2 separate regions of the Zea mays genome follow, and region 2 is linked to region 1. A link is a contact called in public Hi-C data. All regions are on one chromosome and are shown on one strand. The core of a region is the stretch at or near the end of the contact, and the rest is flanking DNA. Distances in the headings are between cores, read along the strand shown.

Evidence for each region. A called contact is a pair of places that touch in the nucleus more often than the background predicts.
Region 2: a contact with region 1 is called in a Hi-C map of bundle sheath, with 2.5 times the contacts expected there. The contact joins the promoter of LOC101202727 here to the promoter of LOC103650710 in region 1. A contact is called at or near these places in 5 of 25 Hi-C or Micro-C datasets (bundle sheath, ear, endosperm and 2 more).

The regions. Positions count from the first base shown.
Region 1 is chr3:148,699,243-148,705,938 of Zm-B73-REFERENCE-NAM-5.0, reverse strand. It overlaps LOC103650710 (pentatricopeptide repeat-containing protein At2g26790, mitochondrial), which reads left to right and starts at 5,164. Exons shown (of 4, transcript XM_020550352.3): 1 at 5,164-5,514.
Region 2 is chr3:148,917,418-148,924,373 of Zm-B73-REFERENCE-NAM-5.0, reverse strand. It overlaps LOC101202727, which reads left to right and starts at 5,268. Exons shown (of 2, transcript NM_001279534.1): 1 at 5,268-6,886. The coding sequence starts at 5,268. LOC103650711 reads left to right here. Exons shown (of 12, transcript NM_001324272.1): 4 at 62-108; 5 at 198-278; 6 at 358-523; 7 at 667-904; 8 at 990-1,058; 9 at 1,820-1,939; 10 at 2,022-2,097; 11 at 2,226-2,263; 12 at 2,518-2,858. The coding sequence ends at 2,593.

The sequences.
Region 1 (6,696 bases), core at 3,915-6,414:
AAGCCTTTCGCGAGCGTGCTGGCGTCGTCCATTTGCTCGGGATTGGCGTGTTGCGGGGAGTCAGCGCTCGTCTTCGCCTCAGACGCGAGGTCGAGGCCCGATGTGCCCCCCGTTGGGGCGCCGGCGCCGTCGACTCGCTCGACAGCCGACGAGGCGCTGCCTCCTGCTTGGCCTTGGTTACCCCGCCTCCTCCTCCATCGGCGGGGAAGAGGGCGGGGTGAGCTCGAATGTTGTTCTTCCACCACGCGGGGAAGACGTCGTCGATTCCGCCGCCGGCGGGCGGGCTGTCGGCCGCCATTGTCGCTGTCGCACGGCGGGGGAAGGAGTATCATGTCGTAGCTGTCGTCGAGGGACATGAACTCAAGACTCCCGAAACGGAGTACCGTCCCGGGCTGGAAAGGTTGCTGGAGACTGCCCATCTGGAGCTTGACGGGAAGCTGTTCGTCAACACGCAGCAGGCCCCTACCTGGCACGCCAACTGTCGACGTTTCGAGACCGGGGGGTCCCTGGGCCGACGAGTTAAATGTCGCTGCGTGCCCCAGCCCAGATCGGTCGGCGCGAGACGGAGCGCGAAGGGGGGAAAAGGCAGACGGAGAGAGCGAGAGGTGGAAATCCCGCGGCCTTCGTGTTTATCCCGCGCCCAGGTCGGGTGCGCTTGCAGTAGGGGGTTACAAGCGTCCACGCGGGAGGGGAGCGAGCGGCCTCACGCGAGCGCCTGCCCCGTCCTCTTCCCCGCACGGCCAACCCTCTGTAAGAGGGCCCTGGTCCTTCCTTTTATAGGCGTAAGGAGAGGATCCAGGTGTACAATGGGGGGTGTAGCAGAGTGCTAACGTGTCTAGCGGAGGAGAGCTAGCGCCCTAAGTATATGCCATCGTGGCAGCCGGAGAGGTTTTGGCACCCGGTTCGTGTGGTGTCGTGGCCGTCGGAGGAGCGCTGGAGCCTGGCGGAAGGACAGCTGTCGGGGCTGTCGAGTCCTTGCTGACGTCTTCTTGCTTCCATAAGGGGGCTGTGAGTCGCCGTCGTCATAGAGCGTGCGGGGCGCCATCATTGCTTGTCTGGCGGAGCGAGCCAAACTGGACGCCGGTCTTGTTTCCCGTAGCCGGAGTCAGCTTGGGGTAGGGTAATGATGGCGCCTGCTGTTGACGTGGTTGGTCCGTGCTCTAGGTTGGGCGATGTGGAGGCTCCTCCGAGGCCGAGGTCGAGTCTGTCTTCCGAGGCCGAGGTCAAGTCCGAGCCCCTGGGTCGGGCGAGGCGGAGATCGTCGGCTGAGGCCAGGGCTGAGTCCGAGCCCTGGGGTCGGGCGAAGCGGAGTTCGTCGTCTTCAGGGGCTGAGCCCGAGTCCGAGCCCTGGATCGGGCGGAGCGGAGTTCGTCGTCTTCCGGGGCTGAGCCCGAGTCCGAGCCCTGGGTCGGGCGGAGCGGAGTTCGTCGTCTTCAGGGGCTGAGCCCGAGTCCGAGCCCTGGGTCGGGCGGAGCGGAGTTCGCCGTCTTCCGGGGCTGAGCCCGAGTCCGAGCCCTGGGTTGGGCGGAGCGGAGTTCACCGTCTTCCGGGGCTGAGCCCGAGTCCGAGCCCTGGGTCGGGCGAAGCGGAGTTTCCTATGGTGCCTGAGGCCGGGCCTGACTGCCTGTCAGCCTCACTCTGTCGAGTGGCACAGCAGTCGGGGCGGCGCAGACGGCGCTGTCTTTCTGTCAGGCCGGTGAGTGGAGCGGCGAAGTGACTGCGGTCACTTCGGCTCTGTCGACTGGAGGACGTGCGTCAGGATAAAGGTGTCAGACCACCTTTGCATTAAATGCCCCTGCGATTTGGTCGGTTGGCGTGGCGATTTGGCCAGGGTTGCTTCTTGGCGAAGACTGGGCCTCGGGCGAGCTGGAAGTATGTTCGTTGCTGGAGGGGGGCCTCGGGCGAGACGTAGATCCTCCGGGGTCGGCTGCCCTTGCCCGAGGCTGGGCTCGGGCGAGGCGTGATCGAGTCCGTCGAATGGACTGATCCCTGGCTTAGTCGTACCCATCAGGCCTTTGCAGCTTTGTGCTGATGGGGGTTACCAGCTGAGAATTAGGAGCCTTGAGGGTACCCCTAATTATGGTCCCCGACAATTACAGACCACATTAACATGGTAAGAAGAATGATTGTTCAAAACAGAAAGACGGAACAAACCACCTGACTCATGACTTTCCAACAAAAGTACCAAACTTAGACAGGACCACGTTATTAGACTCAAACACTAATTTGAGACCCTGTCGACATAGCAACGACACTGATATGAGGTTCCGGCTCATCGAGGTCACATAGAGTACGTCCTTCAGCATGAGCGTCTTTCCTAAAGTTAACTTCAGGTAGACCTGTCCAGTACCTCGAACTGCTGCCGGAACACCATTTCCATCAAGACTGGTGCGCTGTTGTATCCCTGTAATAAAGAGAACATGGATCGATTAACACAAATATGAATAGTAGCACCAGAATCCATCCACCAGTCATCTGATGGACTTACCATAAAGGCCTGAGGTGCATACCCTGGGGTGGAGTTAACCACCACGTTCTCTTCTTTGCGCTGAGGTGGAGGACCTTTTCCCTTCCTAAGTTTGCACCTCCGAGTTGTATGCCCGGAAACACCACAAACGTAGCAGATAAAATCCTCCTTTTTCTTCTTCATCTTTTTGGACTTAAGTTCATTCAGATTCTTGTGTGGAGAGTTCTTCTTCTTCTTCTGGAATTTTCTATCTTCACCTTTCTCAACAACGTGAGCCTGGAGTTGCTGTGATGACTTGTTACTGGACCTTGCACGCTCTTCCACATTTATCGCAACTGACAACTCAGTGAGAGTCATTTGCTTCTTCATGGGCGTCAGAATTGGTTTTCTGGATTGTTGTAAACTTAGAGAAATAAGTGACATGCTTTCATCAAATTTAAATATATTAAATATTTTAATTCCGAATAAAACAGGTATATAACTCAGATAAATGCCATATGTAATTATAACAGCAATGAACAGTAGCAATTCCAGTGAATGGAAACATGAAACATAGCTACTCAGTTCCATTTCAAAATTAAACATGGCTTGCAGATGAAGAAGGCAGAAGTTGCATATAAACATAATTGTTTATCTTAAAATATTGCTCTCAAAATAGCGAGTTGCTGCACTAGACAGCCCTGCAACGCTAAAGGGTGATCAAAGATCCTCAATTAACGTGACAATCCTATCTTACCAAATCATATCAATGCTGAAAATAACAACACACTAAAACCCAGACTGTCACGACGTCTCACTACACCGCTATCATCATCGAGCAATCAACTCTGCCCACAAATTGTGCAATCACATCCAAGTAAATAATACTAGCAAATTGCATAAAATTACTCAATAAATATAGAGATGCAACGGGTAACTCACAGGCTCACAGCACGTAGATTGTCTACGTGGGAAGACTAGCTCAGCGAGCACAAGGTTCTGTCCCAGAAAACCAATTCCGCTGCCCACGTCCGGGCCTGCACGGCGGGAGGTTGACGGAGATACTAGAGTCGCTGCTGGAGCCGAAGGAGACGTCCACGACACCAGCCCGAGAAGAGGAACACCGCGCAGCAGGGAGCCCAAGCACCAGACCACGGTGGATAGAGACCAGAGAATCAACGAGCAACACCAAGGCACGGAGCATCAACAACACCACACCACCACCACCGAGAACAACAGACAGCTGACGATACGGACGAGACCAGACACCCGGAATCGAGCAGATCGAAGGATTTCTCGCTGGAACAGTGGATTGGATGGAACCGTAGAGTCCAGGAGAAGGGGATCCACTTCCCTTATGTAGGGAGCTGACCAGGGCAGCCGCCAAGGACGGATCCATGCGAGATGCGCAAGCTTCAGCGTCAGTTCCGTGGGAACCGGAGAGGAGTGGAGCGTCGTCGCCCGCCCCCAACTCCGCACGCGAGTTTTACCTGGGCAACTCCTTGCTCGGTCTGACCTCCGTCCTTTGCCTGCGCGTAGGTTTTGGCTGCCGCTGGCTGGTCTGCTCGGCCAGCCGGCCTAATAGCGGCCAGCTAGGCTGACTTTTTTTTCCTTTTTTTTCTCAAAATGAACAGCACGTTGCACCGCCGCCCAACTCCTCCATCCGCTCGTCCCTGTCCTGTAAACAAGCTTTTTGGAACGTCGGTATTCGGATGTCTGGGCTTCGTAAAATAACTACCCCAACGAAGTATTTGAAATTTTGTTATTATAACAGGCTGCTCTTTGTATTTTTATTATCCTTGCTACTTTTAACCGTGCTGGACAGTCATCTACTGTTAGGTTTGTTCGTTTGTCCAGGAATAAGTTTGGAATCGTTCCGGCTAATCAAAACTTATATAATTTGGAGAAAAGATCCAGCTAGTAATTGTTTCATGCATCCCTTCCCAGAAAACCAAACGGCAGGCTTAGGCTATCTCCAGCAGGAGACTGTAAAGGGTCTTGTACTCTAAATGTAGGGGACGGTCAGGTCCTTTATCCCTTCAGCAAGGAACTCTAAAGCGTTCTCTAAAATTTAGAGGATGGCATGCGTCCGCTATCTGTAGAGGGTGCTCTACACACTGTACACCTTTTTGTGTCTGTACGCTCACGTGGTGACGAGTAGTAAAAAATAATATAGAATGTTAAATTAGTACACTGTTGATATAGAGGATGGAATTTAGGGGATATTGCTGAAGATGAAGAAGATATAGAGTACAGAATCTTTTAGAGAGTGCTGTAAAGGACAAATGCAATTTCCTTTATGGCCCGTTTGTTTCGTTGGAATTGAATTCCATTTTAATAATTATAATTTAGACAAAACTAATTAAGTTCATATATTTATATATGTAATATATTTGTATATTATCCAAAATCATATGAGAGATAGTTATATACTACATTTATGTCATAGCGAAGCAATTAGAAGAGTGTGCTATAAGTCGTACATCAGAAAAATAACATGTAAATTTATAGAATCAATTTTCATCTTTCACCTCATGAATTTGAGATAGACTTATATGATAACTTTGGAAAGTGGTGGAATATCATATTCTAAAAAATAGCCTATTTCATTAGTATGATTCCAATTTCTTGAAATGAAAGGAAATAAACGAGACCTTAAGGGATTAAATTTAGAGGACCTTGCTGGAGACAGCCTTATAACCACGCGTTTTGAGTTTTTGACTGAGCTGCCCCGTAGGAGCCCCATTCCCGTTCTTCTTCCAAAACAGTCCAGGTCCCACACCGGAGGTACGCTAGGGTTCCACCTGAGCTCTTCCTTCTTCCCCTTCTGCTCGTCTCCCCATTTGATTCCTCGCCGCCTGTGGCTTCTTCCCCGTTGTCATGGAGTCGGGCAAAGGTCCTGTGGTCGCGGACGATTAAGCGATTTGCTCGCTGCAGCCAGGCGTGCAAGGGTCGTTGCTCGCAAAGCCGCCTTCGTTGCTAGTGCGACGGCTTTGGAGATGATTGTTCAAGCTGAGAAGGCGAACACCGAGGCTGCCAAGAAAGCTCCTAGACCTCTGCGTCGTGATGTATGATATGCATTTTTCGTCGATCCTAAAATTACTTTGTCATTTGAAATAGGATCTTGATGCCAGTTCTTTATTGTTTTAAGTGGTGAACAAACTATGTTTGTTAGCAATTTTATTTGGTTGAATTGTATTGTTTCTGTTGTTTTCAAATCAATGGCAGTTCGTCATCACTTTCACTGATTAAATACAACTCATTTACCAAGTGCAAATGCTAAAGAGGGAACAAGGGAGGGAACAAGGGAGGGAACACTGGGATTACCTCGGGCTCTAGCGGTGAATCCAACCAGGAGTTGTTCACATCTGCAATGGTGAGGGAGAAGTTCGAGTTGGCACACCTTGCGCTGGGGCAGTGAGGCAAGAGTCTGCCGCGAGCACACCCTCGAAGTCGCTGACGATCTCATCGAGGGGGATGATCGGCTTCGGGTCCGACGGCGGATCCATTGCCGTCGAGGAGCAAGTGAGCTTGATCCGTTCTGGAAGAAGAACGGGAACGGGCCAGCTCAGTCAAAACGTGTGATGACAGGCCGTTCAGCGGTAGATGACTGTCCAGCATGGTTAAAAACGTCAAGGATAATAGAAATACAAAGAGCAGCCTATTATAATAACAGAATTCCAAATGCTTCGTTGGGAGTACTTACTTCACGAAGCCCAGACATGGGAATGCCGGCGTTCCAAAAAGCTCCCTGTAAACGTATCGCTTGCTTGATTGCTTGCACACCCGGCCACTGTCTACATATCCACTCTAAAAGAATTGGATATAGCATGATTTCTAGAACTATTACTGTCTGATCAGGTAGCACTGGTAGCAGAACACGGTGTTGTAGTGTCCTCGTGCAGATTAAGACTGAGAGCATCTCCAACAAGAAGTCCTATATTTGAGTCTTCAAAACTAAAATAGGACCTGATTTAGAGGGTGTTTGAATGCACTAGAGCTAATAGTTAGTTAGCTAAAAATATACTAGTAGAATTAGCTAGCTAACAAATAGTTAGCTAACTAGTAGCTAATTTACTAAAGGGGTGTTTGAATGCACTAGAGCCTAGAGGTAATAGTTGGCTAAAAAATCGCGGAATTAGTTAGCTAACAAATATCTAGCTAACTATTAACTAATTTACTAAAAATAGCTAAATAATTGAACTATTAGTTAGGGTGTTTGAATGTCTTCAGCTAATTTTAGACACTAA
Region 2 (6,956 bases), core at 4,019-6,518, 220 kb before region 1:
AGTCGTTATGTTGCCAAATGAATCCAAAAAACCATATTGGACTAATTATCTGTATTTTCAGGAAACTTTGGCGAAGTGGTGAATGTGGAGCTATCAATGGACCGAATGGTAAGTGAACATGTCGATCTCTTGTTCTATTATTCTGGTGGGGATGTATGTCTTGTGCTCTCCTGAACACCTGCTGTTTGTTTTCTTAGGTTAACCTTCCTCGTGGCTATGGATATATTGAATTCAAGAAGAGAGCTGATGCTGAGAAGGCTCTTCTTCACATGGATGGTGTATGCATTCTACCCTATGCTTATTCTGTCTTTTTTTGTTGAAAAGTAAATGGCCAACAAGTTCTAAAAATCTATCCAGGGTCAAATTGATGGAAATATTGTTAAGTTGAGATTCACTCTTCAACCACGCCAAAGGGCTGCATCACCTGTAAAAGCTCCGCCCCCTCCTCCAAAAAGAGATGCTCTTCAGATTGAAAAAGGTGTTAGCAGTGCTGAAAAGGATGCCCAGCAGCGTCCTAAGGAATGTACGCTTCTGAACTTCGAAACTATATAATCTTCCTTATTGTTCGCTTGTTACTTCTGCTTGTATCAAGGAACTTGCTCCCTGAAGGTGCATGTTCAGCTCTATGATGAATTAATTGTTTGCATACTTCACACTTGTCTGCAGCATCTCCACGAAGGAAACCAGCTTCACCTCTACGGAAACGATCTCCAAATCGAAGGGCTGAATCACCCAGGCGTCCACCTGACCCATCACCTAGGCGCCGTCCTGATTCTCCACCTATACGTCGCCGACCAGATCCTTCTCCTGTCAGACGTGGTGACACACCTCGCAGGAGACCACCATCTCCAGTTCGAAGGCGTTCTCCTTCTCCACCACCTAGGAGGCATAGGTCACCGATGCGGTAATCAATGCTTAAATAACTTCTATAAATTTATAAGATATGTGAATGGATCACTGGAGTTGCTGATACTATTTTCTCAAACCAGTCTTTCACCTAGGAGGGGGCGTGGTAGCCCATCACCACGCAGGCGCTCCCCTGGGCCTCTTAGGCGGCGGTGAGTTTCTTTGAGCCTGTTTCTCTTTACCATTTCTGTGCAGTGCCCTTTAATACAAAGGTGACCAGATTGTGCACTTCCCTGATGTGCTAAAACTATGTAGTATTCTCCATTTTATATTTCATAGCTGTGGACTACACGTCCATATCCCTGCTAAATGTATCAAGTATTCTCTTGACATGGGAGGGGGCAATCAAAAGGGACTTGAAGGAATGGAATATCCCAATGGAGTTGTGTTTGGATAGAAGTGCTTGGAAAGAAGCTATCCACGTGCCCGAACCGTGATTAGGCCTTTTTCCTTTTAGTGCTCTCAAAAGCTTTTCCCTCCCCTTTCTATCTCTTTCCCCTTTTGGTGACATCTTGTTGGGTTTCAACTCTAGCCTACCCCAACTTGCTTGGGACTAAAAGGCTATGTTGATGTTGATTCTCTATTTTATATTTCATAGCTGTGGATTAGATATACCTTTTTGTAGATAACACAAGTGGATTATGTATATGTATCTCATGTTTATAATTAGTTGCTGACTGTTCTAAGCATGATCTTGTGATTGATTTCTAAGCTCTGAACTTATTACGCTTTTAGTATTTGGATACTTGTCTTCCCCCTTCTATTTTTCACATCTTGGGCTCGTATTGAAGTTCTGTCGATTTTTTAGTCCTCCCTCCATATTCTGCTGCTTAACTGCTGTGTCCATTCCTTACTTTTTGAAGTCGCTATGTATAGCAACTGTGCTCATTCCTTTCTTCAACCCCTCCTGTAGCTCACCACCTCCAAGGCGGTTGAGGAGCCCACCAAGAAGGCCACCACCTCCACGTCGCTTCAGTCGCTCTCCTCCTCGCCGACCCCTTCGCTCCCGCTCCAGATCAATTTCTCCAAGAAGGTAGTGGGTCTGACACCGAAATCTACCAGCTGACACTGCCTCTTTTGCACCCTGTCAATTCCCATTCTCTTGTATAATGCAGGGGACGAGGGCCTCCATTGAGGCGTGGTAGGTCAGACTCATCATATTCTCGATCACCTACTCCACCACCAAGAAAGGTGAGTGCTACAACTAATATGTATTTTTGTAGCATCAAACACAAAGTAATGCTGTTTTCTTTGCTTCTATTGCTGGTCATGCCTTGTAATATTGATTTACTAAGTGCTTAAACATGTTTCTTGTATAGGGGCCAAGGAGGGTATCAAGGAGCCGCAGCCCTAGAAAGTAACATATATGTATTTGTTTTGTAATACTCCCTCCGTCCTAAGATATAGTTCCTTTTGGCACTCTTTTTTTCCGTCCACATTCATCCGAATGATAATGAACGTAGACATAAATACAAACTACATTTGTAGATTAATTAATTAATGTTTGTTTAGTCAAACGAATTATATTTTGGGATGGAGTATGTTTTTTCTGGTGTTTTTGAATATACCAAGAGTATTCCATCCATAACTGAAAATATCTCCCGTTTGCAGGCCTCCTAGAGCAGGAAGAAGCGTCTCCAGTGACAGCCGCAGCAGCAGTTCACCTTCCCCTAGACGCGGCAGGTAGAAAGAACCCGTGGCATTGTGTATGCGGCAGGTAAAGCCTTTTATCCCTTGACTCTATCTGTATCGTTTGCCTGTGCTTGTGACTTGCTGTGAGTTCAAGTATTGGTTCGAGGAGAAGATGAGAGAACGCTACAGCAATGCTCCAAACGGATCTGCTCAACATGCCTGGTCGACCGCCCTAGTTTGTGTGGTCTACCCTAGACAGAATTATCTGCTGTGTTGGCTTGTGTACTTTGATTGTACCCCAAGTATTTTGAAGTTCTGAACTTATTTCTGCTAATTGGTGTCTGAAGTGGATATGTTGAATGTATTTTGTTTTGTTGGATAGAGTTCCTCAGCATTGCCACCGTATGAAAGATGAATCTATTGATCAACCAATTTGTGCATGCGTCACTATGTAGTTGAGACTAGACGCATGTGCCACGCGCAGCTTACAATTTGTTTTCTAATCTGTTTTTAAAAAAGTTCCATTTTGCCAACCCATGCTCAGCCTGTTGGCTGTTGCTCTGACCCACGATCTTTCTTCAGATCGAGTGGCATTGCTAACATAAACTCATTGATCTCATTTGTTAGAATGGAGTGCTGTAACTTTGTAACTCATTGATCTCTGTTGTTTATATATATACACACACACTAACGCACACGTGGTGAGTGATGAGGTGTCTCTTTGTATGACCAATCAACCGATTCTATAGCTCGGGTTGGCAAGCAACCCTTCCTAAAGCTTAGTTGCCGTTTGCAACCATTCCTAAAGATTCAGGTGTGGTTGTTTGGGAGGGCTGCAGTTTTTTTTTAAGAGAATTAGGGTATGTTTGGTAGAGCTGTGGCTGTGAAAAAAGTTGCTATGAGGTGTGAAAAAAACTGCTATGAGCTGTAAAAAATTAAGGTGGCGTTTGGTTTGGATATTGTAATGGTACTCGATTACGAACCGTATTGTATTCCATTGCTTCGTGTTTGTTTCGACCCTCTAGTGATCCAGTCACGGCGTAATTAGATACCGCTGTATACAAAGTCGATACCGCTCTGTGCTCTGAACCCCTCGCATTCGGATACTCCTACCTTACCAGCTAGCAACCAAACAAAAGGCGTCAATTGTTACACGGTAATCACTAGCAGTGAGACCTGATTACATTTTCATTACCGCTCCACTGGGTGAACCAAACAGCACCTAAAAACCATTTGGTGGAAGCCGCTAAAAGCTACTAAAAGATCTTCTATATATAGTTGTATAGTTTCATCCAAAAGGTCTATATATAGTTGTATAGTTTCATTCAAAAGTTTAGACGTGCTTTTAATTTTGCACTGTGAAAAAGCCGTCGGCTGAAAAAATGGTTTCTGTTTAAGGCTCTTTGGTTTGGTTTTTAGCAGACAAAAGACATCCAAAAGTTAAACCAAACACACTCATTATTAATCACCTAAATGCGCAGAATGTCTTCGGCTACCCAAATTCTCGAAATGTCAACTGGTCTAAGTGAGAATGAGGGAATTACTTCTCTATTTATATTGGGAGCCATGAAGTTAGATATTTGGTAATTAATTTTCATTAGGTCTCTACTCTACTCTTTTATGAATCCTATATAATCATTCCATCGAAGAGTCATTCTATGAAACCATTCCATCAAAGAATCAAAGGGCAAGACTAAAGAACTGGGAAAGATAGCTCTTCCAACGAATCATTCTGTAAAACCATTCCATCAAAGAATCAAGTAGCATCGAAGAATCGAAGAGCACATAAAACTGAACGTATGTTTATTTACATATAGAGCTGGTAATAATGTCTCTAGCCTATGAATGAAATTGAAATTATTTTATGGTGTGTTTGGTTGCAATGATGTAACAGAATAGGATAAGACAATCCTTTATATAAGCTTATAAGGTTGTTTGGTTTAAGATGTTGTTTGATTTAAGGTCAGAAGTTAGGATAGGACCGTTCTAGTCGACGACGTTTAGACTATCTCCAGCAGACTTATTATCCCATTTTTTATCTCGCTCTTTATTTCAAACTTCACTATAAAAACAATGTTATCTACAGTGCAAAATAGTATTTTACACGACTGATTACACGGCCTGCCTTGAACTTGCATATACATCTTCTTTAAATAGGATCTTGGATGGTCAATCTCACACGTTCGTTAGAGTTTATTCGTTTTGCTCTCAATCCACATAGACTGGATGAAATTGAGTGTGATTTAAATTTCAAATAAATCAAAATCTTAAAAAAATTCAATCTCATTTAATATAGGAATAACCGAACAAGCCCTAACGAAGACACTCACTTGATTGTGCATACGCGTGTAATCAAAGTCTCTCCGCCGACTCACCAGTTTGATGGGTCGGAACGATTCATAGCCGGATTGCTTCTCTAATTTATACTCCCTTGCACTATCCAGCGACAAATAAAAAGAAACGGAGGGAGTATAAACTTTGATTAGTTGGAACGATTCCGGGTGCAATCGGACGTAAACCAACGAGGCAAGGGTCTCCCGCCCCGCCTCTCCCCTGGCGATACCCCGCCGCCTCTCGCTTGTCCCCGTTCTTGAGCAATCATCTGCCTCCCTTTGTTCCCGCACAATCCCTAGTTGGGAGGGGGGCCATGGGGCGGCTGCGGCCAGATGGCCAGTAACGTGCAAAGATGAGCAGTAGATTACTATCGGTCTGCTCCATCGCCGGCGTCCATGGAGGCCTTCTACCTCCACCTTCTCCGCTCCTGCGCGGCGCTACCGCACGTCGCGGCAGTGCACGCCCACCTTGCGCGCGCGCACCCAAACGCCTCTCTCTTCCTCCGCAACTGCCTCCTGGCCTCCTACTGCCGCCTCGGGGTTGGGGCCCCACTCCACGCCGCCCGCCTGCTCGACGAAATGCCCCGCCGCAACGCCGTCTCCTACAACCTCGTCATCGTCGCCTATTCCCGCGCGGGACTCCCGGCCCTCTCCCTGGCGACGTTCGCGCGCGCGCGGGCGTGGGCCAGGGTGGTCGACCGGTTCACGTACGCCGCGGCGCTCGCCGCGTGCTCTCGGGCGCTCGACGTGAGGACGGGGAAGGCCGTGCACGCCATGGTCGTCCTGGGAGGTCTCGGCAACGGGTTGTTCCTGTCCAACTCGGTCGCCAGCATGTACGCCAGGTGCGGCGAGATGGGCGAGGCCAGGCGCGTGTTTGATGCAGCCGAGGAGCGTGACGACGTCTCGTGGAACGCGCTGCTCTCCGGGTACGTCCGTGCCGGTGCACGTGAGGAGACGCTGGAGGTGTTCTCTCTGATGTGCCGGCATGGTCTGGGGTGGAACTCGTTCGCGCTTGGGAGCATCATCAAGTGCTGTGCCTCCTCCTCTTCTTATGCTGCTGCTGGTGATGTCGGAGGAGGGCGCATCGCTGAGGCGGTTCATGGGTGCGTGGTGAAGGCTGGACTGGACGCCGACCTGTTCCTCGCGAGCGCAATGATCGACATGTACGCTAAGAGAGGCGCCTTGACCAACGCGGTTGCTCTTTTCAAGTCAGTGCCAGACCCGAATGTGATTGTTTTAAATGCGATGATTGCAGGATTCTGTCGTGAGGAAGCAGCCGACGTCGCTAGAGAAGCTTTGGGCCTGTATTCAGAGCTGCAGAGCCGAGGGATGCAGCCTTCTGAGTTCTCATTCTCAAGTATCCTGCGTGCATGTAACCTGGCCGGTGAATTTGGATTCGGGAAACAGATACATGGCCAAGTGCTCAAGCACAGCTTCCAAGGCGATGTCTATATCGGGAGCGCACTCATTGACTTGTACTCTGGCTCTGGTTGCATGGAGGACGGATACAGGTGTTTCAGATCCCTGCCTAAGCAGGACGTCGTCATCTGGACGTCAGTGATTTCAGGGTGCGTTCAGAACGAGCTTTTTGAGGAGGCACTGAGGCTGTTCCAAGAATCAGTACGCTGTGGACTGAGACCTGATGTTTTCGCGATGTCGAGCGTGATGAACGCATGTGCCAGTTTAGCTGTTGCAAGGACCGGTGAGCAGATCCAGTGCCTTGCTGTAAAGTCTGGCTTTAACCGCTTCACCGCCATGGGGAATTCCTTCATACACATGTGTGCTAGGTCAGGGGATGTTGATGCTGCCACCCGGAGGTTTCAGGAGATGGAATCGCGTGATGTTGTCTCTTGGTCCGCGGTGATATCAAGCCACGCGCACCATGGCTGTGCAAGGGATGCTTTATGCGTTTTCAATGAAATGCTGGATGCGAAGGTGGCACCGCCTAACGAGATCACTTTTCTCAGCATCCTTACTGCATGTAGTCATGGAGGATTGGTTGATGAGGGACTCAGGTAAGACTAGAATTTCATTTCATCATCTCAGAGCATTCGATCAATTTTCCAGTGCAACTTTCTATATATT